Regions from separate parts of the Ovis aries genome. Here region 2 is linked to region 1. The links are chromatin contacts, called in public Hi-C maps. All regions are on one chromosome and are shown on one strand. The core of a region is the stretch at or near the end of the contact, and the rest is flanking DNA. Distances in the headings are between cores, read along the strand shown. Region 1 has its middle 110 kb from the start of YPEL2. Region 2 has its middle 14 kb from the start of YPEL2.

The links. A called contact is a pair of places that touch in the nucleus more often than the background predicts.
Region 2: a Hi-C map of hypothalamus shows a contact between it and region 1, with 5 times the contacts expected there. The contact joins two enhancer-like sites. A contact is called at or near these places in 9 of 16 Hi-C or Micro-C datasets (blood, hypothalamus, liver and 3 more).

What each region holds. Positions count from the first base shown.
Region 1 is chr11:10,099,313-10,102,229 of ARS-UI_Ramb_v3.0, forward strand. No RefSeq gene overlaps it. Among named protein-coding and RNA genes, the nearest start is that of YPEL2, 110 kb to the left of the region's middle. Within about 2 kb of position 1,384, at least 9 of the 54 cell types and tissues checked have an H3K27ac peak or open chromatin away from gene starts, as enhancers often do. A contact at or near this core is called in hypothalamus, where this site is marked.
Region 2 is chr11:9,978,292-9,981,169 of ARS-UI_Ramb_v3.0, forward strand. No RefSeq gene overlaps it. Among named protein-coding and RNA genes, the nearest start is that of YPEL2, 14 kb to the right of the region's middle. Within about 2 kb of position 1,425, at least 5 of the 54 cell types and tissues checked have an H3K27ac peak or open chromatin away from gene starts, as enhancers often do. A contact at or near this core is called in hypothalamus, where this site is marked.

The DNA.
Region 1 (2,917 bases), core at 134-2,633:
TCTAGGAATACGGGTAGTTTTACTGAAGTAATTTGAGAGCATTGGCGAGCACTGGGTGTGCATGGCCCAGCCCTGCCATGCTAGGCCACTCTTTTTTTTTTTCATTTAAGCAAAATCCCTTTAAAAAAAGTATTTACTTACTTAGTTTGGCTGCACTAGGTCTTATTGCAGCACACCGGCTCTTTGGGCTGCCGGATGCAAACACTTAGTTGTGGCTTGCGGGATCTAGTTCCCTGACCAGGGATTGAACCTGGGGCCCCTTCCCTGGGAGTGTGGCATCTTAGCCACTGGACCACCAGGGAAGTCCCTAGGCCACTTTTTTTTTTTTTTAATGTGGATCATGTTTTAAAGTCTTTATTAGATTTTTTACAACATTGTTTCTGTTTAATGTTTTGTTTTTTGGCATGTGGGATCTTAGCTATCCCACCAGGAATTGAACCCGCAGCCCCTGCACTGGAAGGTGAAATGTTAACCACTGTACTGGCAGGGAAGTCTCCCTAGGCCACTCTTGATAAGAGTCACAGTTACACTGGCTGGTCCCACGGAAGGGAGCACATACCAGCCCGCCCAGAGTGCTGAGACCTGCAACTCCCCTTCTGGAATAAGGGCCCTCACTTTTCTCCCCGATGGCTTAGGTAAGCAGAAGCAGAAACAAAGCTCACTTGTGTTTACCTGTATCCAGTAAATCTCTGTTTCCTATATAAAGTCTTGCTCTGTTAGAGGCAAAATGCCCCTTTTCATTTCACCTTTGAAATGAGTAAAATCAGTCTTTATTTCTAAGTAGACCTCAATAAATGCTTTTTAACCAGAGGGACGGATCAGAAGGATAAGCTGACACCACTGGAAGTGCAAAGACAGCTAGGACAAGTCAAACCTCTCGAGACCTCGATTTGCTTGTCATAAAATCAAGACGTGGGTCTGGAAGACTCTTGCTGCTGCCACGTTGCTTCCGTGTCCGACTCTTTGTGACCCCATGGACTGTAGCCCCCCAGGCTCCTCTGTCCATGGGATTCTCCAGGCACAAATCCTGGAGTGGGTTGCTGTGCCCTCCTCCAGGGGATCTTCCCGAACCAGGGATCAAACCCGAGTCTCTTACGTCTCCTCCATTGGCAGGCAGGTTCTTTACCACTAGCGCCACCTGGGAAGCCAGGAAGAATCTCACCATTCCTTAAAGTGTGTGATTCTAATCAACATATCGAGGGAAGGCACAGGAGATAAGAATTCCACACCTGGCTCCTTGAGGGCACAGCGTGCCTGGGCGCCTCCTGGCTCTTAACCTCTGCCTGATCTCAGCCCAAAGGCTTGCCTTGATATGGTGCTCAGTTGTCCCATCCTAGACAACTGGGTGCCTCACATCTGCCAGCCTGTTGTGGGAAGACTGGAAAAGATATGCCCTGTGCTGCCACCTAACGGTTCCTCTGCTATCAAGGTGATACTTCAGCACCGTTTGTTTCAGTTCAGTTCAGTTCAGTCGCTCAGTCGTGTGCGACTCTTTGCGACCCCATGGACTGCAGCACACCAGGCCTCCCTGTCCATCACCAACTCCCAGAGCCTACTCAAACTCATGTCCATTGAGTTAGTGATGCCATCCAACCATCTCATCCTCTGTCGTCCCCTTCTCCTCCTGCCTTCAAGCGTCAGGAAAGTAAACCATCTGTTTGCTGTAGTCTTCAGGCCTCTACCTACAATGCCTACCATGTGGGAGACCCGGGTTCAAGCCCTGGGTCGGGAAGATCCCCTGGAGAAGGAAATGGCAACCCACTCCAGTGTTCTTGCCTGGAGAATTCCATGGATGGTGGAACCTGGTAGGCTACAGTCCATGGGGTCACAAAGAGTCGGACACGACTGAGCAACTTCACTTTCACGATCACTTTAGGCCCTTACAATCCTTCATCTATGAGAATGTAACAAGAGAGAATAAAAATAGAGTCCTTCCAGAAGGATTATGACTGTTAGAACTGTAAGTGCTTTTTAAGCTTTGTAATTTCCTCCTTATTGTTATTTCTTGTCTGTTTCCCTGTAGTGATTAGCAGTAAAACTCTAAAAACAAAAAAGGGCCAAGGTGTTTGTTTTCCAGGGCAGACAGGAAGCGGGGAACTGGGGAGACTACACTCCCAGGTTTGAGGTAAACAGCTCCAGGAGATGGAGGGGGTGGATGGAGCCCAAGAGCTGAACGGAAAGCAGGTTGTCTTCAGGCTGGTTTGAAAAAGGAAAGGCGGCGGGGGGGAGAATGACGCTGCCTTCTGGTTGGAATGAAGGTAATGGTCTTAAGAGCATTGCTGTTCTTTCCGGTTTTGTCTTCAGATGTACCAGTCTGTTTTCAAGCCAGGAAAAGGAAGTAAATATATAGCTAGTGCTGTAATTCATGGAACTTTGTAGTCAATGATACTCCTCTGGAGTAAGGATCCTAGATGCAAATGTTGCAGAAGGGCCAGGTAGATAAAGTACCCGGGTGGGAGCAGCCTGGGGTCAGGCTATAAGGAGCAGTGGGGATTGTGGTAATTGGAGGGCACTTACCCCATCCAAGAAGGGAACAGCTACTCAGCCACAAGTGGTTATGGCCCTAACTAAAATGTGTACCTGCATTGCCTGATCTTTCAAATTTTAAAGGGAGGCTTGAAATTTGAATTATTATGTGAAGTCCCCTTATTTTAAATGTTGGCAGCTAATCCTGCTTTGAAAACAAACAGCAGCATTGTGTGGGCCAAATAAAACATGTTGGTGAGACATATTTAGCCCAAAGACCAACTCTTTGAAAAGTTGGACCCAGAGAAATTTGCATTCTGGAATCTCAAAGCACTAACATGATCCTGGCAAGGCATGCGGTCTTTTGTCAACAATAGCAAAATACCATCAAACAAGCAAATATCAGATAAATTGGGGAAGTATAAAATGCTTTGTTTTTAGACTTTGTTCA
Region 2 (2,878 bases), core at 175-2,674, 120 kb before region 1:
TGTCGACTCAAGGGACATAAGTTTGAAAAAACTCTGGGAGATAGTGAAGGACGGAGAAGCCTGGTGTGCTGCAGTCCATGGGGTAGCAAAGAGTCAGACACAGCTTGGAAACTAAACAACAAACAACAATAACAAATAAAGGAATCCTAAGAAAACCCTTCAGTTGTAGAAAAACAATGTTGCAGTGTTAGAAAAGAGAAAAATTTGAAGCAATATTATTGCCTAACAATAGAAGAACGCTATGTTATGGAATATCATATAGACTCCCATGGAGACTCTGGGAGTATGGAAAAATATTTCAGACATCACTATTTGGTGAAAACAGCAGAATATGAATGGTCATATTCATCAACTGCAGCAAATAAAAACATGTATGTATAGGAAATATAATTGAAAGTAGTTATGGATTGTGGCTGTTTAATTGGACTGGCTGAATTTTTTTCCCTCAAGATTGTTCTCAGTTTTAAAACAATGATCTGAAATGAACGATCTTCTCACATAATCCCCTTCTCAGTACACTAGCTTCAGTCCGATTTCTTTCTTTACTTGTTCCTCTTCTGCTCAGAACAGCTCCCCAGTTTCCATTTGCTTCTGCTGAACTCCACAGCATGAGCTTTTGACAGTCAGGTCCGTGTGCACAAGACTGGCCCAAATAGGAGCCACATATTTCCAAAAAAAGAAAGAGACTGCATATATCCAGAACTCACTTCACCACTTCTTCTATCTCTGCTGTGATCAATAGTGTTGAGCTGCAAATTTAAAAAAAAATTTGTTTTATTTTAAAAGATAGTTATTTATTTGTGCCAGGTCTTAGCTGTGACGTGCAGAATCCTTTTTAGTTGTGGCATGTAAACTGTTAGTTGCAGCGTGTGGGATCTAGCTCTTTGATCAGGGATCAAACTCAGAATCCCTGCATTGGGAGTGTGCAGTCAGTCACTGGATCACCAGGGAAGTCCTGAGCTCCAGGTTTTATTGAAGAATTTGTCCTTCTTTTTCTCCCCCTCCACAAAACAGGGTCTTGCCCCCACACACACCCATTATAACTATTCCTTCGAGGACAGTTGTCTCCTTTATACACTTGCATACAGCTATTGGCCACAGGTCTTCTCAGCCTCAGCACTACTGATATGTCGATTCAGGTAATTCTTTGCTGTGTGTGTCCTCTGCCTTGTAAGATGTTGAGCAGGATCCCTGGGCTCTTCTTACCAGACGTCAGTAGCATCACTGCTCAAAAGTGTGACAACCAAAGACGTCTCCAGATATTGCCAAATGTCCCCTGGGGCTGGAGGGCAAAATCACTCTGGATTGAGACCCACAGCAGCAGCAGCAGCAGCAGCAGCAGCAGCAGCAGCAGCAGGATAACCCGGGGAAAGTTGGAAGCATAGTGAGAACCTGTAGCTGACTGTTATGCCTCACTTTAACCACAAGAGGTCTCCCTAGACCCCATTATGGTTCTAGTCTGGAAAACACAGGGCGATGGCCACTACCAAACAGGTTAATCGTCATGATTTGGTGGGTGGCAGGAGCAAAAGGTTTACAAACAAAAGCATTTGATCAGTCTTCTGTGCAGAAGAATTCCAGATAAATTAAGGAGACATTTCACTCTAAAAGTGGGAGTTTTATTCCCATAGTGCTGTCTTTCAGTCATTAAGTTGCGTCCGACTCCTTGTGACCCCACGGACTGCAGCACACCAGGCCTCCCTGTCCATCACCAACTCCCGGAGTTTACTCAAACTCATGTCCATTGAGTCGGTGATGCCATCCAACCATCTCATCCTCTGTCACCCTCTTCTTCTCCTGCCCTCAATCTTTCCCAGCATCAGGGTCTGTTCCAATGAGTCAGCTCTTCGCATCGGGTGGCCAAAGCACTGGAACTTCAGCTTCAGCATCAGTCCTTCCAGTGCATACGCAGAGTTGATTTCCCTCAGGATTGACTGGTTTGATCTCCTTTCAGTTCAAGGGATTCTCAAGAGTCTTCTCCAGCACTGGCCTCAGTTCTTTGGCGCTCAGCTTTCTTTATGGCACAATTCTCACATTTGTAGCTTTGACTACATGGACCTTTGCCAGCTAAGCGATGTCCCATAGCGTAGGCTGTGCATTACTGATTTGCTGTCAAAGAAAGAGGAATGGAAAGTAACAGTAGTGGAGAAACTCAACAAACATGACCACAGCCAGATGACTGAGGTCAATATCAACACTGATAAATCACAATGATAGTACCTACCCTTGACATACATGATGAATGGCAATTTACCTCTGTGATCTGCCTCCCCATTACCCTGTGACCCCCGTCTAATCTTGAGAAAAAAGACAGCAGACAAATCCCAGTAGAGGGCATCCTACAAATACCGGGCCAGGAGTACCCAAAACTGCGAAGGTCATTACAAACAAGAAAAGTCTGAGAAACTGTCATAGTCAAGAGGAGCTGGGAGACGTGACAACTAAAGATAAGATGGCACCTGGATGCGATTCTGGAACAGAAAAAGAACAGCAGGTAAAAACTGAGGCAATCTGCTGCTGCCGCTAAGTCGCTTCAGTCGTATCCAGCTCTGTGCCACCCCACAGACGGCAGCCCACCAGGCTTGCCCGTCCCTGGGATTCTCCAGGCAAGAACACTGGAGTGGGTTGCCATTTCCTTCTCCAGTGCATGAAAGTGAGTCTTCTCCAGCACTGGCCTCAATTCTTCGGCGCTCAGCTTTCTTTATGGTACAGTTCTCACATTCGTAGCTTTGACTACATGGATAGTCGCTCAGTCGTGTCTGACTCTTAGCGACCCCATGGACGGCAGCCCACCAGGCTCCTCTGTCCATGGGATTTTCCAGGCGAGAGTACTAGAGTGGGGTGCCATTGCCTTCTCCGGAGGAAATCTGAATAACTA